2 separate regions of the Sus scrofa genome follow, and region 1 is linked to region 2. A link is a contact called in public Hi-C data. All regions are on one chromosome and are shown on one strand. The core of a region is the stretch at or near the end of the contact, and the rest is flanking DNA. Distances in the headings are between cores, read along the strand shown. Region 1 has its middle 160 kb from the start of SGK1. Region 2 has its middle 42 kb from the start of ALDH8A1.

Evidence for each region. A called contact is a pair of places that touch in the nucleus more often than the background predicts.
Region 1: a contact with region 2 is called in a Hi-C map of liver, with 6 times the contacts expected there. The contact joins two enhancer-like sites. A contact is called at or near these places in 1 of 47 Hi-C or Micro-C datasets (liver) and 1 of 2 datasets of contacts at active chromatin or transcription factors (alveolar macrophages).

What each region holds. Positions count from the first base shown.
Region 1 is chr1:29,589,660-29,594,299 of Sscrofa11.1, reverse strand. No RefSeq gene overlaps it. Among named protein-coding and RNA genes, the nearest start is that of SGK1, 160 kb to the left of the region's middle. Within about 2 kb of position 1,634, at least 6 of the 83 cell types and tissues checked have an H3K27ac peak or open chromatin away from gene starts, as enhancers often do. A contact at or near this core is called in liver, where this site is marked.
Region 2 is chr1:29,100,240-29,104,445 of Sscrofa11.1, reverse strand. No RefSeq gene overlaps it. Among named protein-coding and RNA genes, the nearest start is that of ALDH8A1, 42 kb to the right of the region's middle. Within about 2 kb of position 2,220, at least 29 of the 83 cell types and tissues checked have an H3K27ac peak or open chromatin away from gene starts, as enhancers often do. A contact at or near this core is called in liver, where this site is marked.

The sequences.
Region 1 (4,640 bases), core at 385-2,884, 490 kb before region 2:
GGTTAGTAACATCCTCTCTGGCCTCCTTTGGAATAGCATTTCCTAGTGTGAGTCTGGTATTTACTTTTCTTAAAAACATTGGTTAAAAAATATTTTTCTTCTTCTCTTAAGGACCTCGACACGAGACTTCAAAAAATAAAAAAAATAAAAAAAAATAAAGGAGAGGAATTCTAGATTATCACTGCTAAGAGGCAGCCCATTTATAGACACACATTTAAATCCATGAGCTCATACAGATATCTCTGTTTCTGATGCAACACTATAGGATGTATTCTACCTAAACTTCCCTTCTCCTAATTTGTAACTCTTCTTTTCCAACAGTGAGAAACCTTTCTTTTATTATCCACTGTAGATTTACTTTTGGTTCAACATAAGACAGTTTCAGGATTGCTAACCCACACCCCCTGAGAGATGCAGTGTATATGTGTACATAGTTGAATACAAACTGTTAGTATACAGATAAAATACTATTTCCCCGGAGTCACTCAGGTTAATGCTCTTGTTCCCCACCCCCTTCAGTGTGGGTTTGTTATTTACTTGTAAAGCAGTGAAGTTCCTTTCTTAATGTTTGTTCTCCATTTCACCCCGCCTCCCCATCACTAGGTTTAGATTATCCCTTCTAGTAGGATTGGGATCACACAAGCTTTTCAACTTCTTTTTACCTTTTCCCTCGCCCTCATTTCCTGGTCTCATTTTCATAGGAGTGTTCAGTTAAGAGAAAAACTGGTTTTAAGGCTCCTCCCTAATCCTTTTAATTTGGGAAGAGATTGAAATGAATAGTCAAAAGGCTAAAAGGTTGGTGGTGGGTGGGTAGAGGAACAGTGGCCAGGAGCAAGAATCATTTATAAAACAGATAACAGATTTCAGTAGAATTGAGGGTCAAAATATGCATACTGATTTAGCAATAATACAATGAAGAAGGGTCACGCCCTTAACCTCCAACCTGGGTTGTTTGGTGGGGCTTAATCAGTGCCAGGAAACTCATCCAACTACCATGCTTTTAGAATTAGCAGGCTCTTGCCTAAGTGAGCCTTTGGGGTTGGCAGGCCCTCATTCCCAGTAAAGCTGAGCTACGTATTCTATTTCTTTAGTGTGTTCATTCATTCATTTAATTACCTATTGACAGACACAGAGCTGGGCTCTTATTCTGTGTGAAGGACTTTGCAGGAAAGAGCGGGGTCATCCAGCATCCTTCTGACCAATTCCACTGTCTCTGTTTGTGACCATCCTAAATGGTCATAGAATATTTGGGAGCTAAGCAAATAGAAGTCATTATGTTCAGAGGTAACCATTCAAAGAAAAAGAAAAAACAAAACAAAACAAACCAAAAATCCTCAAGCTTTCCGAAGAGGAAGTTGTTTTGAAAATCTCATGCCCTACTGTCTCTAGACTTTAGGGAGAGGGCCAGCTACCTACAGGCCTGCCTTCGTGCTCTTCCCCAAGGCAGTTCCAACAGCCCAGCCCAGACATGTACTTGAGTCCAGGTAAACAGTGTTCTCCAATTAATTGGGGGAAAAATACCCTGGTGGCAGAGCTGGGAAAGCATGGGTTGGTAGAGTGAAGGCGAGTCATCAGGCAGGTCACAACAAGGCCAATGCAAATTCTACAGTGTTTGTTTCTCTTGAATGCTATTCTGAGCACAGTAAACAGGACTGGCAAACAAAGACTGCAAACAACAAGAGCAATGTCAAAAGTGCTCCGGGTAGGAGTAAGAACTAGGTTATCATAAACACCCACGTTTAGAGGCTTAAGGTACAGTTGAAGAACAGGATTAAAGCTGAAAACTTTATTTATTTTTATTTTTATTTTTTTATTACTCAAATGAATGTATCACATCTGTAGTTGTGTAATGATCATAACAATTCAATTTCACAGGATCTCCAAAAGCTGCCAACTTTATAACCCAGATATTGATAACATCAGTTTGTTAGTATTATATTTCACTGAAAGAAAGATGGATCATATCATGGGATGTTGTATGTGCTGTATGTGTTTTATAAATGGGCTTATGGTCTTGGTGGGAAGATCACGCAGTTTCCTGGGTAAATATCTCTCTCTCTCCTTTTCTTTATTTCTTCCTTACAATGCACCAGGGAAAGGAACTCTACTTTGTTTTACCTCACAGCCTGATTGAAATGAACATGCATAATTGTGGAAGGACTGGGCAGCAAATCTAATAGTCCTTCATTCTCAAGGACTAAGACCAAGACTTCTACGTTTTTGTTGGCAATCTTTTTTTTTTTTTTTTCCTATCCATTTGACAGTTAAGTTAGCATTTGGAACAATTTTCCTAATAGAAATGTTATTTGTTACTTCTTGGGGGCTTGCATGTACAAAAATTAAAACCTGTTATTACAGCCTCCTATTTCAGCATTTCCTTGTGGGGGATCCATACCTACCCAGTGGCCTCCAAGGATTAGAAAGAAGGGAAGGTGTTCCCAATTGTCTAGACCTTATCGGAGCATCATCTGAATTATGCAAGGGCTCCATATTATGCATTCAGGTTGGCTCTTCATTGGGGAATAGCTCACATAAGGTTATTGGTATTTCCTGCCCCTGTTAGGCCAAAACTATCATAATAACAGCTTTTCTGGCTGGATTCAGGTAGCTTTGCTTCAAGCCCAGACCAGAATCAGGAAATGAAGAGGCATGTGTGGAAAGGAAAACTACTGGGGTGGAGGTTTGGGGGTGGGGAAAGGGGAATTTCTCAATGTTTTCATGGCATCAAAATGTTCAACATGGACAAGTCATTAGGAAAAAAAAAAAGACCTACTCCTAGTGGAAATTACCACTGGTCAGATTCTCCACTGTAACATCTGATTCTGACACTATATATATGGGCTGGGTAGGGCTGAGAGGCTGAAAGGTTAGTCAGACTAGTTAGAATACTTAGTTTCTTTACAAGTATTTCAAACACTGTTGACTTGGTAAAGGTCTTCTTTAAGGAAAAGAATATAGGACGTTCCCCTGTGGCACAGGGTGTTAAGGATCCAGCATTGCCTCAGCTGTGGTTTGGGTTACAGCTATGGAGTGGGTTCAATCCCTGGCTCAGGAAATTCCATGTGCCATGAGTATGAAAAAAATAAAAATAGGAATTCCTGTCCTGGCACAGCAGAAACGAATCTGACTAGGAACCATGAGGTTGTGGGTTCAATCCCTGGCCTTGCTCAGTGGGTTAAGGATCCAGCATTGCCGTGAGCTGTGGTGTAGGTTGCAGTTGCGGCTCAGATCCTGCATTGCTGTGGCTGTGGCGTAGGCCAGTAGCTGTAGCTCTGATTCGACCCCTAGGCTGGGAACCATATGTCAGGGGTGCAGCCCTAAAAAAAAAAAAAAAAAAAAAAAAAAAAAAAAGAAAGAAAGAATGAAGGAATACATATTAGAAATACAAAATCAGGTATGAAATATCTGTTTATAATGAGGAAAAATACTAAGAATTACATTTTTTTTTTTTTCTTTTTAGGGCTGCACACAGCCACAGCCACAGCAACACCGGATCCTTAACCCATTGAGCGAGCCAGAGATTGAAACTGCATCCTCATGGATCCTAGTCAGGTTCATTAACCGCTAAGCCATGAAGGGAACTCCCTAAGAATTATAATTTTTAAAGCTGACAAATACTGTATGTATTACAAAATATCTAAAAACAACATGATATTTTTATTAAACTTATATGTTCCTATAATATTCTTATTTCCACATTTTTTTGGCTTCATGCTCTTCAATTGCTTAAGAGCTAATGATTTTATAATATGTGAAAACTTGTTTCATACTCATACCCCTCTATTTCCAGTGCCAGATGCTGCAGGACAAACTTGCACTCTTTGTGTAGAAGCCTGAGGAGTTGGCATGGGGTGCGTGTGTGCATGTGTGTGTGTGTGTGTAGAGGGTTGGAGAGGCCATACCTCAAAGCCAGTTGTGGAGTTCCCATCGTATTGCAGTGGAACTGAATCTGACTAGGAACCATGAGGTTGTGGGTTCAATCCCTGACCTCACTCAGAGGGTTAAGGATCCTGTGCTGCCATAAGCTGTGGTGTAGGTCGCAGACATAGGTTGGATCTGGTGTTGCTGTGGCTGCGTTGTAGGCCAGCAGCTACAGCTCCAATTTGACCTCTAGCCTGGAACCTCCATATGCTGTGGGTGTGGCCCTAAAAAGACAAAAAAAAAAAAAAAAAAAAAAAAGTCAGTCCTATTCCAAGAAGGCTTACAATAATATTACTATACACGTGAACAACTTTGGACCACAGAAATGGATCATATAAAGCTTTACCTATGTAAGTAGTCCTCAACTTGACTTTTTAAACTGGATTCTAAACATGCTCAAAGCCAACCAATGTAAAGAGAAATCTGATGGTGGGGAAACTAGAATGGAAAGAAACAGTGATATTTACCAGTTGTGATTTAATCACCAGTTGTGAATAAAAGATCTTACTCTAACTGATTTTATAGAAACTTATGACAATGTGAACATATTGGCTGGCTCTTTCCCTCCCAGCATCTAAGAAGGAGTCCACGCAAGAAACAGGCCTGGATGTTTAACCTTCATTAGCTTTATGATGAGTCACCTGTAATCTGATGTGAATGTGAGCAAGTGACTTAGCAAGTGACTTAGCTCTTCCTCACTTTCTTTCTTCTTTTTTTTT
Region 2 (4,206 bases), core at 971-3,470:
TCATGCACTCACTCACACACACACACACACCGTTTTGTGTAACTGTGGTTCCCCCTATGACTACACTCTTTAGTACTCTTCATTTTACCTGCAGGTTTCTAAAATAAACTAGAATCACTCGATGCTTTCCTTGTCCATCTGCACTGGGCAACTACCCAGTGCTGCAATCTATCTTTTCTGATACAACCTCTTCATGCACTGGCGTGATCATACGGCTGCCTGAATACCATCCGCTTCTCCCCTGATCTCCTGATGCTCTCCCCCATCAGTCCTTGCCAAAGCCCCTGACTATCTCTTCCCCAAGGGCACAGACCCTCCTTTCCATGGTGGGTACCTTTGAGCCGGAGGCCCTGACAACATAGCGCCTGGCACCTAGCAGTTCCTCAGTCATGTTTGCTAAGTGAATGACTTTCTGATACAACCTCTTCATGCACTGGCGTGATCATACGGCTGCCCAGGTGGTGTGTCTGGCAGGCCTCCAAGTGGAGTAAGAAGGGATTCGACCCCACTTCCCTCACGACCTGATATAATGTCAGAAATCTCCACAGGCAGCATAGATTTAACTCCTGAGATAAAGCATTTTGGGTCCAGGTCCGTGTGAAAAATCAAGTATGTCCCACAAATCAAAACAACATTGAGGCATCACTTGCACCAATGAGAATGGCCATTTTCAAAAAGTCTACAAATAATAAATGCTGGAGGGAGGTCTCTGGTGCCTCAGCAGATGAAGGATCCAGCATTGTCACTGCTGTGGCTTGGGGCACTGTTGTGGTGCAGGTTTGATCCCTGGCCCAAGAACTTCTGCAGGACATGGGTGTGGCCATAACAAATGAATAAATAAATAAATAAATGCTGGAGAGGGTGTGGAGGAAAAGGGACCCTCCTACACTGTTGGTAGGAATATAAATTGGTGCAGCCACTATGGAGAATGGTTAGGAGCTTCCTTAGGAAAACTAAAAATAGAGTTACCACATGATCCCACAATCCCACTCCTGAGCATATATCCTGAGAAAACTATAATTCAAAAAGATATATGCATCCCAGTGTTCACTGCAGCACCATTTACAGTTGCCAAGACATTGAAGCTACCTAAATGTCCATCTTATAGATGAATGGTTAAAGAAGATGTGGTACATATGTACAGTGGAATACTACTCAGACATAAAAAATAATTTTTGTAGCAACATAGATGGACTTAGAGATTGTCATACTAAGTGAAGTAAGACAGAGAAAGACAAATATCATACAATATCACTTCTAATGTAATCTAAAAAAATGATACAAATGAACTTATTTACAAAACAGAAATAGACTCACAGATATAGAAAACAATCTTATGGTTACCAAAGGCAAAAGAGGGGTTGGAATAAATGAGAAGTGTGGGATAAACACATATACAGAACTATATATAAAACATAAATAAAGACCTACTGTATAGCACAGGGAACTATAGTCAATATCTTGTAATAATCTATAACAGAAAATATGAAAAAAATATATGTGTGTGTGCATGTATAACTGAATCACTTTACTGTATACCTAAAATTAACACAACATTGTAAATAACTATCTTTCAACAAAAATTTTTAAAAATTAAATATGTCTCTAAGATAGGAATTATCACTTCAGATTATTTAGTCAATTAGCAAGGGAAAGAATGGGACATAGGGAGTTGCCTGATGGCTCAGCAGGTTAAGGATCTGGCATTGTCATTGCCAGGGTTCCATCCCTGGCCTGAGAACTTCCAGTAACAAGAGTGCAGCCAAAAAAACCCCAAAAGTAGTGGGACATAGGGTAGATGATTTTTGATGGCTGATTAGGTCAAGCGAGATCCATGGCATAAAACATAAAAATCCCCATGGAGGGACTGGATCTTAAGGAAAATCACAGAAATAAAATTCAGGGCATTTAGGCTTTGCCTCTAGAATTAGATAAATCACAAGACAGAAAAGCCAGTACTTCGCCTTTGAGTATTCAAAGGCGAGGCGGTGCTTCCTGTCTCGGGCGGTTGCCTCTCTGCTCTGCTTGCACTGAGACCGATAATTCTTATTCTAGACTTGAATCTAATAAAACCATGTGTTTGGATTTCCTGGAATTTTTCTGACTCTGAATATGGACTTCTTCCCAAAATCTTCCACGTCCCGTCTGCCCTATGAATGGGCAGTTTCCAGGATGTTAGCAGAGGGAACCCAGTGGGGGCGGGGGAGAGGCTGGGAGAAAGGGCGGGGGAGAGGCTGGGAGAGGGGGCGGATGTCCTCCCAGCGCCGCCAGACTCGACACCAGAGGCAGGTGGAGACTTAGCCTCCCCGAGACTTACAAGCCGCCAAATTCACCTTTTAATTTACTCTGAGTCAAAATAGGATGAAATAAGAGCTAATAAAATAACCCAGTTGGCCAGAAAGTGTTCTCCATCCTATTTCTCAGAGCGCTCTGACCCAGGGTGAATCATCCCAGCCCCTACCTTCTGGCTGTTGCTGGTGATAAGCGGTGCTCCAAGTCGCTGGGCTCCCTCCCTCTCCTCCACGCTTTCTGTTCTCTTTCCGATCCTTCTTTCCCCTCTTTTCTTCCTTTCCTCCCTTCCTTCCCTTTCCTCTCCTTCTCTCCTTCCTTCCTTTCTTCATTTCCTTCCATCCTTCATTTACTCAAAAAATACTTGTTGAGGGCTTACCCTGGGTCAGATGCTGCAAAAAAGAATGAGACAAATCATTGTACAGAACCCCTGTTCTACACACACACACACACACACACACACACACACACACACACACACTCCTATTTGAGGACTCCCCATAGCAGATCCTCAGAATGAGATGGATATTGGCTTTTGTCACCTTACACTTAGCAGCGAGGCATACCTGATGCTTAACTGATACATGCCAACTAACAGCAGGGATAGGATGGGATGGTGAAGGGATCTGAGTTTGACTCCTGGCTCTGCCTTTGACTTTATGGATGACCTGGTCAGGGATCTGGACTATATGATCCTCACCTAAAGAAAGGAAGGGTGGCCTAGATGCCTACTCAAGTCCTCTCAGTCCCCTCAACCCATTATATATCTGAAAGATCTGAAAGTGTTCAGGGATAATGAGGAACTTGGTCTCTCAATGTCAGAAATGCAAAAAAAATTGAAAGCCATTTTTAAAAAATCTAACTTTCTGAAACCTGCATTTATCGGGGAATATATAATAAATGTAAGCAATTCCTATTTCCGCTAATATAAAATATTCAGATTGCTTTCTGGCCAAGTCTTTGCAGCAGTAATGCAAATGAGGAGGCTGTTGAGCGGATCACGAAAAATTTCTGCAGAAAAGCAGCGCCACCTTCTGGAATACCATGGTGCTGCATGTAGTGAGTACAAATTCTGAGAAATCACCAGTCTGGGGTGTCACAAAACACGGAATCAAGAGCATTAGTCTTAATCAGAAGCTGCACCTTAAACTTTGACATGACCGTCAAACTGTGGAAATATTTCTCCATAGGTTAATTTTTGTGATGTTTTAGACTTACTTTTGCATCAAACTCTTCATCCATGCTATATATCTTTCTTTATAAATTAGCCTCAGTAATAGGTACTAATAAAAGCCACTTAGTCAAAATCGCTTATTTTGAGTATATGGCTAGGTTCAAAGATCTAAAGTGTTCTTTCATTCAGACTCCACTATATCCATCAACAAACTTGTCGGATCTCCAAATCTTGCTTCAGCTCTAGAATTTGGCCACATGAAGAAAATCCTGTTTCTGACAAGTCCTATTACACACAAGGCATTTTTTATATTGAGGGATATATACAGTGCAAGATGCATTCCTGATCTCTCATTGTGGAGAACTGGCATGAAAATATACAAACATAAATAGCAATTATAAAGAGTAAATAATCAGGCTAATCAACAAAGTATGTCCCAGACTGGAATGGACCTAACTGCTTTGAGAACCAGGGCTTCAGGCAGGAGGCCAGAGAGGGTTTAATAGAAGAAGAGTTTCTTGAGCTCTATCTGGCAAAATTATAGGATTTGGATAACATTTAGGAAGATGGAAAAATCAAACACACACACAAAAATGGAGGTAGAAAAACATGTTAAAAGTTTTTATTTGAAAAAAAAGAAAGAAAGAAATGCAGCGTATTTGATAAATACCAGGAAGATCAACTTAACCTGAGTAAGACTTTTTAGGAGAATAGTGTGAGATAAGGCAGGAAAGGGAAGTTGA